Linked DNA regions of Mus musculus: region 2 is linked to region 1. Evidence: chromatin contacts called from public HiChIP or PLAC-seq data. All regions are on one chromosome and are shown on one strand. The core of a region is the stretch at or near the end of the contact, and the rest is flanking DNA. Distances in the headings are between cores, read along the strand shown. Region 1 has its middle 300 kb from the start of Gm23276. Region 2 holds the start of Dach1 (dachshund family transcription factor 1).

Region 1 (3,277 bases), core at 362-2,861:
TTAGTTTCTCTACTTTGCGGAGCATGAGCAATAACCAGATTTTTCCTTTGTACCGAAATGTCAAGTAGAGATAGCTTCTTTGTTTCAGATAGCTCATATTCACTTTCCACTCTCAGCAATAGAACACTGGCTTGAAACTGTGCAGGTTCTGGATGTGTTATCACGGTCTCTGTGAGTTCATATGTCTATTTCCTATCTTGTCTCAAAGACACTTTATCCTTGTTGCCATCTGCCCCCTCTGGCTCTTACAATCTTTTTACCTCTTCTTCTGCATAGCTCCCTGAGCCCTGAGTGGAGAAGTGAAGACAAGCCATTTAGAGTTGGGTGTTCCAAAATCTTATACTCTGCACATTGTCTTCTTGTAGGTCTCTGTGTTAGTTCTCATATACTGTAATAGGAATCTTCTTTCATGATGTTTGAGCAAGGAATTGATTTGAGCCATAGCCTCGTATGACTACTGCTAGGTAAATATTCAGTCACTTTATTTTACTCGAGGAGACATTAAGAGTTCGAAAACATGGCTACATATTTGGTAAAATGGAGGGTTGTTTCCTTTAGCTTTCTTGAGTCATTCTACATACTATCTATTGTATTTAAAAGCTCCATCTAATTTCTGAGTCTTTTCCATTTACATTTGGATGCTAAATTGAGCTCATAGGTTTCTTGGAATTCTGTCAAACAGATACACTTCAGGCCATTCATTCCTGAAATCTGCCTCTATGCTTCATCTAGGAACAAAACAGGGTGAGGGAATTTAAAGGTACCCTAAGGACACACAGACACAAGAGTTGTGAAATAGGAAATATTTTATTTACATTGCTTATAATTCTTAATAATTCTAACTGTCCTAGTGTCTGAATAATATAATTAATCCTGATGTAAATGTTTACACAATATCCATTCTGATGCTGAAATAGAATAAACACTCTGTGTTTCCTGTTTTAATGAAAGCTGCAGTAGCATAATGTTTTAATTTGTTTTCTGTTTCTTATGGAAATTTTCATTGTAAGGCTGCTAGGCTTGAATTCAAACACATAAAACTTGAAATACCAACAGATAATCAAATAGAATAATTTAATAGTTTGGTACTAAAATTCATCTTCTACCTCAAAAAGGGCTTATGTAATTTAAACATCTATTTTTAAGCAGGATTCTTCATAATATATTTTTCCATGTACAATGTTTTCCAACACATAATTATTCCAGAGACATTATTATAAAATATAGATATATGTGTCTATATGCAATCAAAATGATGAAGAACAGATAAAAACCAGAAGCATGTTGCTGAATGCTATTTCTTCTTACTAAAAACACACATGAGCATACATTTACATTTAAAATTTGATGGGATGCTTTGCATTTGTTTCATGTTATTTTTCCTATGGTCATTTAGATTTTCCAAGGAAGTAAAACCTTTCTGATTCCCAAAGTTGTAGAATTCTCCTTGGTCCCTTCTTCAATGTGCAAATGCACAGAACTCATCCTTTATTCCCCCTCATGACTCTCTTTCCTGGCTCTTGACATCCTTTTAACACATTTCTCAGAGACCACAAGAATGGCATTCCTCCTCTTGCAGTCTCCCTCATTGTTCTCAAAGTCACAGCTTTTGCCATAGTCTTTTGTGGATAGATGATTCTGTAACCCACAGCTACATTCCTTCAGTTCTGCTCATTATCACTTGGAGGCGGCCGCCATTCCTCTAGTATATTCATCTATCTTTGGCGCAAATCAATAGATCATCTTAAATCAGTGCACTAGACATTGAAAGACCACCTTTTATTGCAGGCTGGTAGTTCAGACATAGGAAAATGAATGATTTCTTGGGGTTTGTGGTCCATAATTATATTAACCTTGGTCCCACACTAAGCTATTTGAAACTTCTCACACCTCATTAGCAGTCAATGGGTCCTTTTCTATGTAAGAATTGCATTGTTTGACTTTGAAAGACATGTTGTTAAAATCCCTTTACAGGTTAGTGGTGTTTCTTAAGAAGAGTGGAACAAATTTCATGGTCAAAGTCAAATTTTTAGCGCCCTTTTTATCACAAGAATATCTAACCCCTTAAATGCCAGAACAGCTCATTTGGCTGTGAATGTGTTAGTGGAAAAAAACCAGACAAATTGTTTTCATTATTATCATATTGATAGTGTGATTTCTGCTTTAGCAAGTGAATTTATTATGTAACAGCTTAAATATAGGAAAATACTAGCAGTTATACTTTTGATTGATATTTATGAATGGTTCTGATACCACTGACTTTAATCCTACTTTGAGTTTACAAAATAAAAGAAAATTTCAGAATGCAAAGAACTTTTACTAATCAAGGACAAATAAGTATTTCAGGGTTATTTCCTTGATGTAAGAATGGATGAGTTGAAACAAATATAAAAAATGCAAACAAATTAAAGTCTTATGAAATGGTCAACAAAATACAAATATATCTTTTTAAAACCCTAATGAGGAAATGTTTCTTTGCAATTTAAAACAATCCAGATAATAGGTTGTCTATATGGATTGAATATGAAATGCTTTGAAGCTTTGTGCTCCACAAAGAATCCTATAAGACTTAAATAATTATCTTTTTTCCCCTTTCACTAAAGAAAGGCCACATAAGAACAGGCTGGGCACAGGGGAATGAAGATGAATACACGTAAGTATTAGTTTAAAACTGAGTTCATCCATCCTACAAAAAATAAAAACACATTTTTCTCTTCTACTTATTCTTTGAAGATAAGTAAACCATATTTTTGGTAGAATTACAATACATGCAAATTGAAATTTTTAATTCATGGACAATCTGATTTGTTCTTTTGTGTTTTTACACAGCAAAAAAATGATAATAGGAGAAGACAAAACTCATCAGGAAGTTTTCAGAGCAGGGACCCCAAAAGTGAGTATTTCTAACACTTAATCTTTACCTTAAGCTGAAAATGTTTTGGATTCTGTCCAGAAAAAAGGGACTCTGATTTCTTCTGTTCCCCAGATCCCACTCTACTCTTTCTTGGAGCATCATCTTCTAGGGAACAACTTTGAAACTGGATCTCTGGATTTTCATGGTCAAGTGTGTTCTATCTGCTCCCCAGTTTCAGTACATTTCTTAAATGATTTTGGAGTCTCAACTCTTGAAGTGTGAAAGTTAAGTGGCTAGAAAAGGATCGATAGCCTCGTAGATCAGTGAGAATGGATGATTCAAGGCCATGCTTGGAGCTCACTGGACTTTTCCCTGATAACACAAAGCATGTAAACACCACAACGTTCCTTCTTTAAGTTTTCA
Region 2 (3,277 bases), core at 333-2,832, 530 kb after region 1:
AGGCACCTTCCTCTGGTTCCCCACTCTGCATCCCAAGCTCAGCGGCAGCCTAGCCCGAATGCCCTAGGAAGCATCAGGAACACCCGGCCGGCACGGATCAGGCCGCGAGCAGTGCGAACTTGCCCAGGAGGTCGGGCGAAGGAGACTAGCCCCGGGGACCGACAGGAGAGGGCCGTGCTCGCCAGGGCGCGCAGCTCGCGGACGCGCTGAGCGGGCGGCGCCGGGAAGGGAGCAGGGGAAGGGCGAGGAGGAGGGTGGGAAAGGACCAGGGCGACAGAAGGTTTCCCCTCCGCTCTTTACCTGGCGTTGGTGCAGTCATTGTAGAGGGTCTCGAAGTCCTTCCTGGAGATGAGTTTGCAGCGGTTCACTCCGGGCTGGATGGCCCCCAGTCCCCTCAGGATGCGAACCTGTTCCACATTGCACACCACCGGCGTGATCTCCAACCGCTTCAGCTTGGTGTAGACGGTGTGCAAGCCCCCCACCAAGTGCTTCAGGAACAGGTCGAAAGCCTGGGGCAGGCAGATCAGCTCGCAGCCCTCCACCGTAAAGGAAGCCACTTTGGCCCCTCTCAGATCCACCATTTTGCACTCATTATTCTGGGGGGTGTTTTCCACTGGGGACGGGGTTGAGTACACGGGTTTCCCAGGGAGGGGGCCGCAGCTGCTGCTGCTACTGCTGCTGCTGCTGCTACTGCTGCTGCTGCTGCTACTGCTGCTGCTGCTGCTGCTACTGCTGCTGCTGCCGGTGCTCGCGGTGATGGGGGTGCTGGAGGCGCCGCCGCCGCCAGCGCTAACGCCGCCGCCGCTGCTCCCGGCCGCCAGGCTGGGGTTGCAGTTGCTCCCGCCGCCGCCTCCGTTGCCGCCGCTGCCACCGCCGCCTCCGCTGCCGCCGCCGCCGCCACCAGGAGAGGTGACTGTGGCCGCGGCTGAAGAAGAAGCAGAAGAGGCAATGGGCTCCGGCCGGAACAGAGTTGGCCCAGACGACGCCGGGGGTCCGATGGATGGAGCCGGAGACGAGGTCGCCGAGGAGGTGGAGGTGGTGGTGCCCGAGGAGGAAGCAGAAGTAGAGATCGGGGGTTGAGGGGGGACCAGCTGGGTCGGAGGGATCAAAGCCGCCGGCACTGCCATGGTCACATATAAGGGGAAACAGAAGGAGGAGAAGCGAGGGGGAAAAGTTGCCACACACCCCCCAAAGGGGAAGGGGGAGAAAGGGGGACAAGGATCGAGGTGGGGGGGGGGGCAGAGACAACAAGCACTCTAGGAAGGAACCTTAGTTGGAGAGAGGGAGAGAAGAGGAGAAAAAGGAGGTGAGGTTAAGAAAGAGCGAGCGCAGGAGGGGCGAGCGCGAGAGGCGCTCGAGAGAGAAACGCACAAAAGTGTCCCGCAAGTCGAAATGCGAGTCCTCTCTCGGGGCTGGGATCGCGGGCTGCTCTTGGGGGGGGAGAGGCGGGGGTGGGGCGGGGAGGGTCGGCTGGTGGTGTGTGGGTCCCGCTCTAGCACAAAGTTAAGGATGAAGGTGAAAAGGAGGAGGGTTGAGGGACTTGGGTTCTCCCTGGCAAGTACATTGATCAAAGATTGAGAGGGGAATGACAGAGAGAAAATGAGCTGAAAGTGCAGGCTGCCGGCTGGACGAGTTGTTGTTGTCACACGGTGCGGAGGGGAGGAGCTCCGGATACTTGAAATACCCTTTGAAGCCGCGAAAACCTCACTCACTAGTATTAACCCAAATTATCCAACCAGGAACTCGGAGCACAGACTCCAAGAGCGCGAGACCGAGGAAAGGGGGTGGGTAGAAAACGGGAGTGGGGGGGGAGGGTACGGAGGAAAAGGGTGGGAGGAAAGCCCTAGAAAAGCCGGGGCCCAAGAGTGGTGCTCAGAGAGAGGGAGAGAAAGCTGGTCATCTACTTCTCTCGCGCTGCTACCGTTACATCCCCTGCCACCTCCTCTGTGGCTTTGAAGGAGAAGACTCTTAGCTCCCACCCACCCACCCACCCCAAAAAGGTTCTGAGCAAACGCCTCATGACTGAAAGAGCGGCGGTGCCGCTGCCAGCTCACCTTCAAGGATTTAGGTTCACACACACACACACACACACACACACACACGCGCGCGCGGGGCATTTGTGCAAGCAGTTACAAAAGGAAACATCCCCAGCTCATGACTGTTGGGCAATTATTATTATTATTATTATTATTATTATTATTATTATTATTATTATTATTATTATTATAGGAAAATTCACATGTAAGCAGTGTGGACTATTTTGTGTATCTGACGGGTTTTTTTTCTATATCAAAAATGTTTATATAAAGATAAAGAAGAGTTTTCAAGCTGCGGGAAGAAAGTCACTTAAGAATAATGGGTGCTCCTGATCCTAGTAGACAGGGATACAGTGGATTAAAACAACTTCCCTTTCACCTCCAGAGATTGGTCAGGGATGACTTCTTTATCTAGAAATTTCTAAAGAGATCAGCTGTCCTTGAAGATTAGAAAGTAGAATACAAAAACACACTGATGTTTCTTACCCAAAACTCTAATTAATTCACCTGGTCTTGCACAGTAATCAACTCTCATTTCTCCTTCAGTACCCGAGGAGAGTCGAAAGTGTGTTATTTAAGTCACACAATAATTATTGGGTTCCTTTCATATTTGGAAAGTCCTGCTATGTTTTGGGAACTTCGTTTTTGCTTTCTCAGTGAGAATGTGTTTGTAAAGAATGAAATAGAAACTAAGCCTCCTGGTTGACTTGTAAACACAGAAGGCAGAAGGGAATAGTGGTTTGGGGCTGCATGAGGGGAGTAAGACACTCATTTTCTCCTCCTGTCTTCTCTAACTTGTTGCACAGCGATGTTTTTTCCGGGATGTTTGACCAGCATAGAATTTGAGCATAGGTCCTGTGTGTTTGTTGCTTATATCTCTAGGAATCTGGAGTAGTTAGGCATTGAACCTGTCTACACATGTCTAAAGATTTCATAAGATGTGAGGAGGCAGCATATGACAGATTTAAGAAATAAACTATTATAACAGGCTTGTTGATTTGAGAAATGTTAGGATGTTATTTTTGCCATTTAGGTATTGAAATTATCACTTTTGTCTTTATCTTTTTAAATCCACTGAACTCTGAAGTTTATTGTCTAAGTATATAGGAATCCGTTAAAGTGAAATATGACACTATTGTCTTATTACTCTTTTATGCTAAACTTTGAGGCACAATACTTGCATTGGAAGGCTTTCTTACAGTGTAAGAATTTTTTAAAAATTGAATAAAAGTATATAAACT

What was found. HiChIP or PLAC-seq counts read pairs in DNA pulled down with a chosen protein or histone mark.
Region 2: an H3K4me3 HiChIP or PLAC-seq map of neural tube shows a contact between it and region 1, with 6 times the contacts expected there. The contact joins the promoter of Dach1 here to the enhancer-like site in region 1. A contact is called at or near these places in 1 of 39 promoter capture datasets (hippocampal neurons) and 9 of 115 datasets of contacts at active chromatin or transcription factors (bone marrow-derived macrophages, embryonic basal ganglia, embryonic forebrain and 6 more).

The regions. Positions count from the first base shown.
Region 1 is chr14:97,636,725-97,640,001 of GRCm38.p6, forward strand. No RefSeq gene overlaps it. Among named protein-coding and RNA genes, the nearest start is that of Gm23276, 300 kb to the left of the region's middle. Within about 2 kb of position 1,612, at least 6 of the 459 cell types and tissues checked have an H3K27ac peak or open chromatin away from gene starts, as enhancers often do. A contact at or near this core is called in neural tube, where this site is marked.
Region 2 is chr14:98,168,183-98,171,459 of GRCm38.p6, forward strand. Dach1 (dachshund family transcription factor 1) reads right to left here and starts at 1,583. Exons shown (of 12, transcript NM_007826.3): 1 at 301-1,583. The coding sequence starts at 1,127. Gm33583 (a long non-coding RNA gene) reads left to right here and starts at 1,722. Exons shown (of 2, transcript XR_003951195.1): 1 at 1,722-1,784.